Linked DNA regions of Macaca mulatta: region 1 is linked to region 2. The links are chromatin contacts, called in public Hi-C maps. All regions are on one chromosome and are shown on one strand. The core of a region is the stretch at or near the end of the contact, and the rest is flanking DNA. Distances in the headings are between cores, read along the strand shown.

The links. Hi-C and Micro-C count contacts between places; a contact is called where the count stands out from the background.
Region 1: a Hi-C map of fetal cortex germinal zone shows a contact between it and region 2, with 5 times the contacts expected there. The contact joins two enhancer-like sites. A contact is called at or near these places in 2 of 14 Hi-C or Micro-C datasets (fetal cortex germinal zone and fetal cortical plate).

Annotation. Positions count from the first base shown.
Region 1 is chr20:50,853,937-50,857,173 of T2T-MMU8v2.0, forward strand. No RefSeq gene overlaps it. Among named protein-coding and RNA genes, the nearest start is that of IRX6, 48 kb to the left of the region's middle. Within about 2 kb of position 1,760, at least 15 of the 40 cell types and tissues checked have an H3K27ac peak or open chromatin away from gene starts, as enhancers often do. A contact at or near this core is called in fetal cortex germinal zone, where this site is marked.
Region 2 is chr20:49,032,132-49,035,320 of T2T-MMU8v2.0, forward strand. No RefSeq gene overlaps it. Among named protein-coding and RNA genes, the nearest start is that of AKTIP, 46 kb to the left of the region's middle. Within about 2 kb of position 1,435, at least 2 of the 40 cell types and tissues checked have an H3K27ac peak or open chromatin away from gene starts, as enhancers often do. A contact at or near this core is called in fetal cortex germinal zone, where this site is marked.

The sequences.
Region 1 (3,237 bases), core at 510-3,009, 1.8 Mb after region 2:
AGAGAATAGGCACTCAATAAATGGCAGCAGTTTTCAGTATTTTTCTCCTGTATTCCTAGCAGCCATACTACCTGCAGCATTCAGTTCATATCTATTTGAAATACACAGAAAATCTATTCATGTTTTCCCTTTAAGCAACTGTCTGTTAAGTGCCCTCTACCAGCAAAAGGAGGCAAGGACTTGATCTTTCTTGGGGCTCTATTTTCCTCTGTAGGAGAAATGAGTACAAGAGGCCACAGCTTAATCGATGTTTACCAAAAATCTGACTTTTTGTTCCTAGCTGGGATTTTGCAACCACATTATAAATAACTTGAGTAACACGCGAGGAGGACGCACCAATTCTAGCCCATTGCTGAATAGTGTGCAAACACTATATGGAGTTTCTTTCATGTCTGCAAAAAAGGGGGGGCACGTTTCTCTCCTTTTCTCTAATTTTCTTTATATTTAAGTTTCTCACCTCTGGAGGAGTGCATGGAGCTAATTGTGCATTTCTCTTGTGTGAATAAAGGACGAAGTGTCTGCTTTCACTTCAAATTGCTTGGCCCTCAATCAACATCACCATAAATGTGACATATGAATATTAAATCCAAATATTTTATTGGTGCAGATAAATATGATTTGTAAAAAGAGTCAAATTAACAATCCATTACATACTAATGGGCTTTAATCAATAAGTTTAATTTGACTAAAAGGAGAGGGGCGGGGGGTGGGGGGAGAAAAGAGACTCAGTAACACCCAGATGGTGCCATTTAAAATTATAAAGGTGACTGACTTCTCCAACTTCTCCGCTGTATTCTGACTTGGGAGCTTATGGACCCAACACCGGAGTTATGTTGAAAGTGGGCGTCTGTCTGTGGTTTACACTCACTCATATTTCTAATTATTTTTGTTTAAAATGAACCACTGTAAATACAAAAAGTACTGAGAATAATACAAACGAACAAAATCCCACAAAACAGAAAGAAAAACATGTCTTTTAAAAGCCATATTTGCTCCAGATTACTTTAGTAAAAATGAATGCACATAAATCCAAAGTTTCTTTTGTCCCGTCTCTATCTTAACCTTCTCTTTCCCTTCCTCCTTCTCCAGCGGCTGGACTGAATGTTGTATGTTTCCTTCTTGCTTCATTTTTGTACTTTTCCTACATCTAGAGGAATCCAGAAGCCATGGGGAGTATCACTTGGTGTGTTTGTGAAATTCTACAACTTATTTTTTCCAACTGTCAACCTAGTTCATTCCTTTTAACTGTGATGTAGTATTCCACTATGTGATTCTGTCACTTCCTTTATTCTTTTTTTCTCTCTCTCTCTCTCATTCTCTTACTGATGGATAGTTAGGTTGAATCACCTTACTGTAGTTACTCTGACCTTAGTTAGGAGAAAGGTGCCCAGGTCCCTGATTACTGAAGTTGGTTTTAGGTCCTTGGACAGATCGCAGCCTCACCTACGGGAAGATCTACATCCTCTCCTCCAGGGCTCTACCAAGGGAGAACCAAGGGAGAAAAGCATGCCTTTCGGGCTGCTGTTTTGCATTTTATACGGATAGCCGGCTCATGGCAATGTGACTGAAGCTGGCGGGGGCCTTTGAGCATCAAATATGTCCTCTTTCCCCCTACCTACTTCGGCTCCGGTTTCTCTCCCGAAGCCTAAATAAAGAAGGTAACAGACAACGCCTCTATTGGCAGAGGCTTCTGCCTTTTCCGACGGGCTGGCTGCAGCGCGTCCCTAATCCTTATGTCAGCCTGCACTCTAGCGTTGCCGGCCTGGTCCAGCATCTGACAGCCGCGAATCCGAAGCTGCCGGCAGCTCATTTCTAAGCAGCAGCTCACAGCGCCCCGTCGCCCTCCCGCAGAAGGGGAACAAAGCCCGGCGGACTATCTCACTATCTTCTGGGTGGCAAGGAAATCTCAATTATACACCCAAGGGATGTGGTTTGTGAAAAACTAGAAAGAATGTTTAAATTGTATACGTAAATTGTTTTGTTTTACAAGCTGGGGTAAATCAGCACATTTGCAGCCCATATTTATCTGATCCACTCCATAAGACTCTTTTTGAATGTCTGCCCTTGATGTGGGGTAGATGCCTATGCAAAACATAACCGACTCCTAAATTCAATTAGGGCATTAGGGGGGAAAATGGAAATTTTGCTTTGGGCTTAGTCATGACTGCTGAGAACTTCTCAGTATAGTTTCTCGGCTGTAACCGAAGATTGAAATCGAAGGATACAATTTCCAACGGATGCTGAGTAGTCAGACTGTTGGTTCGAGCTAGCCCTTTTAAGAAAAAGATGGTAAATGAAAGGCCTTCCTTTAATCTGATTTCTAGCTTATTAAAAAAAATTCTTTGCATCACTCCCAACATAGGATAGTCAACATTTATTGAGCTGGATATAGTATAATTAATGTTCTCTATCCCGATAAGAATACATGATAGAAGATGGGAATGTATCATTCCATGGGACAAACTGTAAATTGCAAAAAAATACCCCAAAGAAAACAATATTTGAAAAGAGAGTATTTTACTTTAGCAGCAGAGCACACCCCAGGGATGTGGTTGATGAAGAAGTAGGAGTGTTTAAATTGTATATACAAACTGTTGTGTTTCACAAGCTGGGATAAATCACAGATAGAGGTCATGGTGATCAGAAAAGTTTGAGGTGGTGTGGAACCTAAGCAGGAATAATCTTCTGGCTTTGACCACGGGCTGCTGAACCCTAATCGCTGATAACAGCCGTCGAGCAGCAGAGAAACTCCACTTCATATCGATGTGGCATTTACTCTTTCAGAAAGCCCCCCACTCTGGCCGGCACTTATGGCAAGATAATTAATAGTCCCCTGAGTTATAGATTCCGAGCTAAAGGTAACAGTACATAATGGAAGTCAAGGTCACCCATAATACAGTAGCTTCTATAACAAAGGGGATTATTACTGCAATTACCGTCCTGTTGGAAAGATTTTATAAGTTTTCATCATTTTAATTCTTAAATCTTCCTCTTGCCAGTGAAGTTTAAACTCTCCGATTTATGAGGGGGAATAAAAGCCTCTCTCATCCCACCACAAAAGCCTTCTCTTTCGGAGCAACCTAGGTGGTTTCTAGTGAGGTCGATGAGAGAAAGACAGCCCCGTTTACCCACGAGGCCTTCATGAAATCTCCCCAGGCAGGGCATGTCTGCTTTGTGTTGTCCTGTCCTGTGCCATGTCAGAATACTAAAATACACTCATACCCCTTATGAAACATA
Region 2 (3,189 bases), core at 185-2,684:
AAATAAATTATGGTATGCTCATATGAAAGAACACTCTGTAGCCATTCAAAATCATATAGAGGAATATGCAGTGACATGAAAGAAAGTTCCTCTCCTATGGGTTAATGAAAATTATAGTACCATGTAAAATTAACAGCGGTCATCTTTGGTTGATAGGATTATAACCGAGATCTTTAGAATTCCTTTTTGTCTTGTTTTCCAAGTTTTCTGCACAAAGCAAATATTATTTATTTATTTATTTTCAGTGACAGGGTCTTGCTCTGTTGCCCAGGCTGGAGTGCAGTGGTGCGATCGTAGCTCACTACAACCTTGAACTTCTGAGCTCAAGCAATCCTTCTGCCTCAGCCTCCCAAATAGCTGGGACTACAGGCGTGTGCCACTGCATCCAGCTATTTAAATTTTTTTTTTTTTTTTTTTTTTGGGGTAGAGACAGAGTCTCACTATGTTGCCTGGGCTGATCTCAAACTCCTGGGCTCAAGGGATCCCCCCATCCAAACCTCCCAAAGTGCTGGGATTACAGACATGAGCCAGCACCCAGGCTGTTATGCAGTGGTGTGATCTTGGCTCACTGCAGCCTCAACCTCCCAGGCTCAAGCGATCCGCCCACCCCCAGCCTCCCAAGTAGTTGGGACTACAGGTGTGCACCACGACACATGGCTACTTTTTGTATTTTTGTAGAGATGGGGCTCTCCCGATGTTGCCCAGGCTGGTTTTGAACTACTGGGTGCAAGCAATCTGCCCGTCTCAATCTCCCAAAGTGCTGGGATTACTGGCGTGAGCCACCGTACCTGACCCCAGCTGGTAACTTTTTAAGTAGGAAAAAGCTAATTCCACTTCTGAGGAGGAAAAAAATAATAGAACAAGATCTTACTGGCCTTTATGGGACTGACTTCCAGCTTCCACTTTGTCATGAAAAGATTCTATGTTCCTTGTGTTTCTAACTTGTCCCAAACACTGTATTCACGGTTGTCTCGGTTCTTCCTCTCCCACTATTCCTGTGGAAATGTTCCAGACATAAAGGACAAGTAGCAAAAATACCCTCTGATGAGTAAATAATAGGATGCATTCAGATCTGACTTAATTATTGCACTTAACATAGAACCAGACACATAGTAGGTGCTAATCAGCTGTTGAATGAACGAAAGAAAATGCAATGTTAGTATTTTAAGGGCTTTTATTTTTTCCATTGTTAAAATAGGGAAAATGTGTTTTTTAAAAAAACCATTTAACTCAATTCATAACAAACAGTGGTTTAAAATAGAAATTCCAAACCAATTTTGGCTAAAAAGATGCTAGTATATTCTGAACAGCTGCTGTTGTAGACACAGTCTGAAATAAATAACTTCCAGTGTGGTTCCAAGTCTGCGTTGAATAAACAGCACAGATACAGGAATGAGCTTTATTAGCGTTAATTGCAATGAGCTTGTGCAGCTCAAAGGCCGGATTCTTGCTCATGGCGAAATCTAGCAGTGACGATCCTTCCTCCGGCTGTAGATGGAGCCATAACATTACTAAATACGATCCTACCACGTGCGTTGGGGGTTTTGTGCTGTAAAAGCCAGATGTTTGGAACTTTTCTGGCTTTAGTTTCTGAGTGTGAACAACCAGAAAACTCAGACGTCTATTTTCTCTGACGCTGACTGGGCTTGGAGAAGCCAAGAGACTCGCTGGGGTGGCTTCGGCTTTCATTCTCCCAGCAATTATCACCTCCTCTCACCTTCTTCTCTGACAATTTCTCTGCTTGAGGGCATCCCGGGGCTGTCAGTCGTGCCTCAGCTGGTGAATGTGTTTAGAAAAATCAGACCTGAATCCAACTTTTCCTCACATTCTCTTGCCTTCTTTTCACAAGAGCCACTCACAAGCGAAGCACCTGGGGCTCCCCGGACTTCCTGGGCCAGAGAAGTTCAGGGTGGGTTTTCACACCCGCAAATGGGGGCCTCTGCGAGCTGGGCGGGCGCAAACTCCACTGTCTCCCCACATCTGTTCTTTCTCCCCCTTCCTGCTCCATCTCCCCTCTTTCTGCACCACCCCCACCTCCCTCACTTCTTTCTTCCCCATCTCCTCCCTCTTCTCTTCCCCACTCTCTCCACACACACAGCCCTGCAGCCAGAGTCTTGAGACAAAGGACATTTCCACATGTGACTCTGCATGACTCCCCACTGGCCTGCGGTGTCTCATCATGTCACTCCTTCCTCCGAAGTATTCCATGGCTTCCTCCCTGCCCTCATTCTGGGGAAGTCCAACCTCCTTGACTGAGGTTCTAGGGTATAGATCTCCCTTCTCCCTTCCCCAATCCCAGGCTGGGGAGATGAGGCCGACCCAGGCTATCTGGATGCTTCGTGCCTTGGGTCCCATTCCTCCTCCACCAGCTGAGATTTTACTCATCCCCTGAGACCAGGTCACATGCCCCTGCCTCCTTCAAGCAGCCCTCTTAGCTTGCCTCAGGTGGGAATTTCTTTCTCTCTTCTGTGGAAGGACTTTGTGACGGCACTTGATGGTATTCTAGATTCGCCTTGGATTCTGATTACTTGGGTGCGCATCTGGGTGATGAGATGACCATTTGAAGGTCATCTCATCTGCACTGCAGTCTTTCCTGTTAACTTGGTGCATTCTTGCGAGGCTCACTGTTGCAAGAGAAGTAAGTGAGGAATTTATACCAGAGACAAAGGCACTGGAGCTGCCAAAGTGACTCCATATAGCTTTAGGTGACTGTGAGCCTTGAAAGAGGATGTCGCGCCTGGTGCGGTGGCTCACGCCTGTAATCCCAGCACTTTGGGAGTCTGAGGCAGGCGGATCAGTTGAAGTCAGGAATTCAAGACCAGCCTGGCCAACGTGGTGAAACCCTGTCTCTACTAAAAATACAAAAATTAGCCAGGTATAGTGGCACACACCTGTAATCCCAGTTACTGGGGAAGCTGAGGCTGGAGAATTGCTTGAACCCGGGAGGCAGAGATTGTAGTGAGCTGCGATCGTGCCACTGCACTCCAGCCGGGGCAACAGAGTGAGACCCTATCTCAAAAAACAAACAAAAAAAAGAAAAGAAAAGAAAAGAAAGAGGATGTCTTCACATCCTTGGGCTGGCTAGGAGGAGGGCAGAGGGTGAGTTGAAGAGGATAGTGCAGATGCTGCTGGGTCCTTGAGAAGGTGCCCTGTACATGCCCCATAGACCTAAACCTGGGGGCAGTGGGT